2 separate regions of the Sus scrofa genome follow, and region 2 is linked to region 1. Evidence: chromatin contacts called from public Hi-C data. All regions are on one chromosome and are shown on one strand. Each heading gives the region's core, a stretch centred on a gene start, on an enhancer-like site or on the middle of the called end of the contact. The rest is flanking DNA. Distances are from core to core; before and after follow the strand shown.

What was found. Hi-C and Micro-C count contacts between places; a contact is called where the count stands out from the background.
Region 2: a Hi-C map of liver shows a contact between it and region 1, with 6 times the contacts expected there. The contact joins the promoter of PPM1N here to the promoter of ERCC2 in region 1. A contact is called at or near these places in 2 of 47 Hi-C or Micro-C datasets (heart right ventricle and liver) and 1 of 2 datasets of contacts at active chromatin or transcription factors (alveolar macrophages).

What each region holds. Positions count from the first base shown.
Region 1 is chr6:51,756,223-51,758,922 of Sscrofa11.1, reverse strand. It overlaps ERCC2 (TFIIH basal transcription factor complex helicase XPD subunit), which reads left to right and starts at 1,415. Exons shown (of 22, transcript XM_021094546.1): 1 at 1,415-1,566; 2 at 1,900-1,999. The coding sequence starts at 1,562.
Region 2 is chr6:51,863,728-51,866,427 of Sscrofa11.1, reverse strand. PPM1N (probable protein phosphatase 1N) reads right to left here and starts at 1,367. Exons shown (of 5, transcript XM_021094558.1): 1 at 1-1,367. The coding sequence starts at 274. RTN2 (reticulon 2) reads left to right here and starts at 1,675. Exons shown (of 10, transcript NM_001129960.1): 1 at 1,675-1,716. The coding sequence starts at 1,683.

The DNA.
Region 1 (2,700 bases), core at 166-2,665:
CCCTGGTCTGTGCAGGCCCCGTACTTGGTGGCAAAGGGCACAAAGCAGTGACCCAAACAGTGTCAGCCCTATACTCCTGGAGCTCACAGTCCAGTGGGGGAGACAGAACCATCCCCGGGCTGTGACAACCCAGAGCGGGCAGGGCTGGGATGGGGGTGGCATGGGTAGCGGCACCTGGCCTAGCTGTAAAGCCTTGGGCAAGTGGGGATAATGAAGGAGTTCCCTTCGTGGCTCAGCGGTTAACGAACCTGACTAGGATCCATGAGGATGTGGGTTCAGTCCCTGGCCTCTCTCATTGGGGTAAGGATCTGCCGTTTCCAAGAGCTGTGGTGTAGGTTGCAGACACAGTTCGGATCTGGTGTTGCTGCGGCTGTGGCCAGCAGATGTAACTCTGATTTGACCCCTAGTCTGGAAACTTCAATATACTGTGGGTGAGGTCCTGGGGAAAAAAAAAAAAAAAAAGTGGGGATAATGACACATACCCACACATGGCATTTATCACAGTCAAATGAGAATATACTTTCACAAGTTAGGCAGTGGTTGAAGTATTTAGTGAGACATGACCCTGAGCCTTAAGAGATGCCACACTGGAGTTCCTCTCGTGGTGCAGCAGAAACAAATCCAACTAGGGACCATGAGGTTTTGGGTTTGATCCCCGGCCTCGCTCAGTGGCTAAGGATCTGGTGTTGCCTGTGAGCTGTGGTGTAGGTCACAGACGCGGGAGGCTTGGATCTGGAGTTGCTATGGCTGTGGTGTAGGCCAGCAGCTGTAGCTCCAATTAGACCCCCTAGTCTGGGAACCTCCATGTGCCCCACGTGCGGCCCTAAAAAGCAACAACAACATAAAAAAGATGCCACGCAGGTGCTCCTTGCACTACCACGTACAGGAGAACAGACTGGGAATAACGACCATGTGAGATGTCAAATGGCTGGGTGTAAAGCATGGGATGGCTTCCATTTCGGAGGTTTGTGCTCCCCAAGCCGCATTCCAGCCCCATCTTGCTGTCCTCTGCTTCCACTTGCCTTCAGCGGTGTCCTCTGCGCCTGCAGCGAAGTCTGGGCCACCTTACCCTGCCTCACTTACTCCTCACCCGACCCCTCCCTCAGGAAGCCCTCTCTGATCCCCCAGGCAGGGTCAGGAACCCTCTCTAGGGCCCCCCATTCTAGTCCTGATTACTTTGTTCAAGTGGAGGGGGCATCTTAAAAGCTAGACTATAATAGAATGAAATCAAGTGTGTATTCACTGCTCATAATTCAGACATATGCAGGAAGCCAGAATCCCAGTAAGTAGGATCGATTCTCTCGGTTCTCTTCCTTCCATGTTTTGTTCTTGGTCCTCGGCGATCCTCAGCAATGCCTGTGGTACCGCCCCCCCGCCCCTGCCTTGCCGTGCGCACGCGCATTATCCGATTGACGGCCCCCCAGTGGAGTGACGGGAGGAATCAGCCAATGGTGTCTTGACGAAGGTGGAGCAGAGCCTCGAGGACGCCCTGCGGACCCTGCCTTTACTAGATATTCATGAGGGAGGCGGGCCGACGCTTCTGCGAGTAGCGGCCGGCGCCATGAAGTGAGAGGGGTTCGGGGGCTCGCGGCTTGCGAAGCGGGCGCGGGAGTCTGGACGATGCCAGGACCCGTGGGCGCCCCTGGGGTCCCAGCGGGGCGAGGGGAGGCTGAAGGGGTGGGGTGGGGATAGCCGTGGGGACCCACGGGGCGGTAACGGGGATAGTCAGCGATGAGATGCCAAAGGTACCCAGAGGCTCCTGGGCAACTCGGGGATATCTGGGGAGACCAGCGGGCCAGTTTCGGGCTGGTAACCCCTCTCGGCCTGACGACAGCGGAGTGTGGGTGCTGGAGAGGGGCTGAGGGGACGGGCGACTGACCCGGCAGCCCCTGCCTCCAGGCTCAACGTGGACGGGCTGCTGGTCTATTTCCCGTACGACTACATCTACCCGGAGCAGTTCTCCTACATGCTGGAGCTTAAACGCACGCTGGATGCCAAGGTGGGTGGCTGGGGCTGCCTCACGTGCGTCTAAGACTGAGATTGCAGGACGTCTAGAGTTTGGAAATCTGAGGTCCGTGGGAGGCCAGTACGGCCAAACTTCGTCTTATCTAAAATAATACGGGTTAATAACAGCAGCAGCTAACATTTATCAGAGGCTGCGTTGCTCAGCGGCTGGCTTAGGAACATAAAGAGTTTGGAACCAGCTCCTTGGGTTGGAATCCTGGACCCACAGCTGTGTGCCCTTGGGTAACTCACTTAACCTCCCTGTGAACAGTTTTCACCTCTGTAAAACGAGCCTAGTAATAATACCTACCTTAGAGGTTAATATGAAGGCTCTAGGGGTTAATTCACTACCTAAAGCAGCTGTTCTCAATTAAGGAACGTTTTGACACCCCTCTACCTTCCCCCCCATTCACCGATATCAAGAGACATTCCTGGCTGTCATACTAGTGGGGAGGGGGTGTGGCTGGCATCTAGAGGCCACAGATGCTGCTAAACATTGTAAGGTGCACAGGACAACCCCCCACAATCAAGTTGGGGTTTTTTGGAGGGGGGGCATGCCCAGGGCATGTGGAAATTCCTGGGCCAGGGATCAAACCTGAGCCACAGCAGTGACAATGCCGAATCCTTAATCACTAGACCTCCAGGGAACTCCCAGGTGTTTGTTTGTTTGTTTTTACAATTTTTTAACCCGGGCCT
Region 2 (2,700 bases), core at 118-2,617, 110 kb before region 1:
GGACCGCGAAGAAAGCCCAGCCTGGGGGCAGTCCGGGTAGCGCCAGCCAAGCGCAATGCGCGTCCTCCATGTGTGCGCGCCAGCCTTGCACTGCGCTCGCCCCGAGACGCAGGCCCCACGGTGCTACCGCACCCCCGTGTGGCCGCTGGGCGCAACGCGGCGCGTCCAGGAGGGACTGAGGACAGCCTGGAGACCTGCTCTCTTCGTCCTCCTCCACCTCCTCTTCCTTGCGAGCTGGCCAGAGACGTCCCAGCAGGCGGGTAAGGACCGCCATCTTTCAGCCTGGAGATCAGGAAGGTTTCACCCTCTGCACCTGCTAACTGAGCCCCCCCCCCGCGCACCTCCACTAATCCCCTACACTGTGAGATTTTAAACTACCTAAATCTTCCTATGCCCTTGACCTGCACTCGAGTCACTAGAAGGGATTGAACTCTTCAATCTCCTCTCTTCCACACCTTCAAAGCGAGGTTTGGAATTTGGGTCAGGGGAAAAATGATCAGAGCACCAAACTAGCACTGCGAACTGCACACCATTTTACATCATCATCTCCAATCTACCGAAAAGGAAACTGAGTCACAGATGTAAACAAGTGTTACAGGGAAACAGTCTCTAGAATCTGCATTTTCAACGCTGGTCTTTGGGTCCCCAGCTCTGATCTGGTCAAGCTCCGCCCACATCAGTGATTCCCAACCCGGTTTCAAAGGCTTTAAATTATTTTTAGGTCAATCCCTCCCCTCTCGATCTCCTCCCGGGATTTCAATCACTTCCCTTCCACACCCGGTCCATCCATTCAAGCCTCCTGCCTCAGAGGCTTCTGAGGTTCTCAGTCCGAGATCTGCTTCTAGCTCCGCCTCTTAGCTACAGGCCTAGCCCCGCCCCCTTGGTTACGCCCACCTTGTCCTTTGCCTGTTCTGCTCTATTCCCTGTAGGCCACGCCTCTAGCTCCTCTGTCTCTGACTAGACCCGCCCAACGCTGAATAATTCTACATTGGCTTAAGATTCACCTGTGCTTGAGCTCCTCCTCTTTTCTCAAAACTTTCTGAGTAGTTTCTTCCCGCTCCCTTTCCCACTCCTTCTGAGAATCTAGGCTCATACCTTACCTCCTTGCAATCTTTATACCCTCTCCGCAATGCCACCTCTAGCTCCACCCCAACCCACTCTGAGATCCACGCCCCCATCCTTTGCGCCTAGGTTCTTTCGTCATTATCTCCCCGAGCCCCTCATCCTACTCTAGGCCCTGCTCTTTTTTCCCTAACGGCCCCGCCCTCTTCTGTCTAGACCCCGCCCTTCAGACCGCCTTCCATGCCTGCTCGGACTGTAGCCTACCGTCCTAGCTCCGCCCCTCTTTTAGGAAGGACACACCCACCTCTAGCCTCCCGGTGTTTCCCCGCCCCTCTTGCCCTCCCTCAAGTTCCGCCCCTCCTCCTGTTCTCTGGCCCCGCCCCCGGCCCCAGAGCTGCAGTGCCCCCCCCCCAGCGGCCCCGCCCGCCCCCGCGGAGCGGAGCTGAGGGCGGCGGCAGCGGCGGCGGCGGCGGCTGCTGGAGCGGCCCGGGAGGAGGAGGCGGCGAGGATGGCGGCGGCGGCGGCGTCCTGGGCGCGGCGGAGATGAGCGCCCGCGGCCCCAGGCCCAGGGCGGCGTGGCCGGAGTGGGCGGGGGTCCCGATGCAGGCCCGGGGAGGGCCATGGGGCAGGTCCTGCCGGTCTTCGCCCACTGCAGTGAGTAGAGGGAGGCTCAGGCCTGGTGTGGGGCCCAGAGGCCCGGGTGGGCTCCTCTCCGGTTTCCCTTCCGACACTGACCACAGGAGAGCTGAGATGGGAGAAGAGGTGAAGGAGACAAAGGAAGCTCTCCCCTCCCCCCGTGTTTTAGCGGCGATGGGGGCGACTTGACCCGGAGAACCTGAGTGATTCGGGGCAGAGGTGGGGGGCACTGAGATAGCCAGCGGGGGGCGCACTGGGTGCTGAGATGTGCCACGGGGCTCCGCCCGGGGATGAGGAAGATCTCTAGGAGCTGTCCCCTCGCCGTGGTGCTGGCCGTAGCCAGCGGCGAAGAGATTTGAAAGGAGGGGTAGAGCCAGAATGGAGAAGAGGGGTCTGACTCCCCCTATCCCATCACCCATCTTTGCATCCCACCTCCATTTTCTGCCCAGACTCCAAGGAAGCCCCGACCTTGCCCAAATTGTCTAATGCCCAAATTCTGGGGAAACAGCCATCCCTGAGTTGGGGCTGGGACTCCTAGGTCCTTAGCAGGTTTTACCACTGATTAATAGTAACCCTGGAGGAGACCCACTCCACTCCAGGCCTCTGATTCCTGGCCTCCTATCCCCAGCTGAGCAAAAGAGGTGGGGGCAGGGCAGGGGGAGGCATCTGATTGCAATTTCCAAGCAGTATTGACACCTCCTGCAGGCAAAGCCCCAAGTTATCTCTGAGGGGCTGGATTCCACAACTGAAAATGCCTTGTCTGAGCCTCATGATCTCTGAGCCCAGGGCTCTTAACAGCTCTTGTCTAACGTTGTCTGTCTCACACCCCTGTGGTTCTGACAGCTGGAGATTTCAACACCGGCCAAGCCCCTTACATGTCTTGGGAGTCCAGGTGCCAAAATTCTGAGAAGTTGTTATTTTAACATTGTAGAGTAGCATCCTAACATTGTAAGATCTTGTATTTACCTGGGCTTAGAAAGGAAGGCCCTACATTATCCCCCC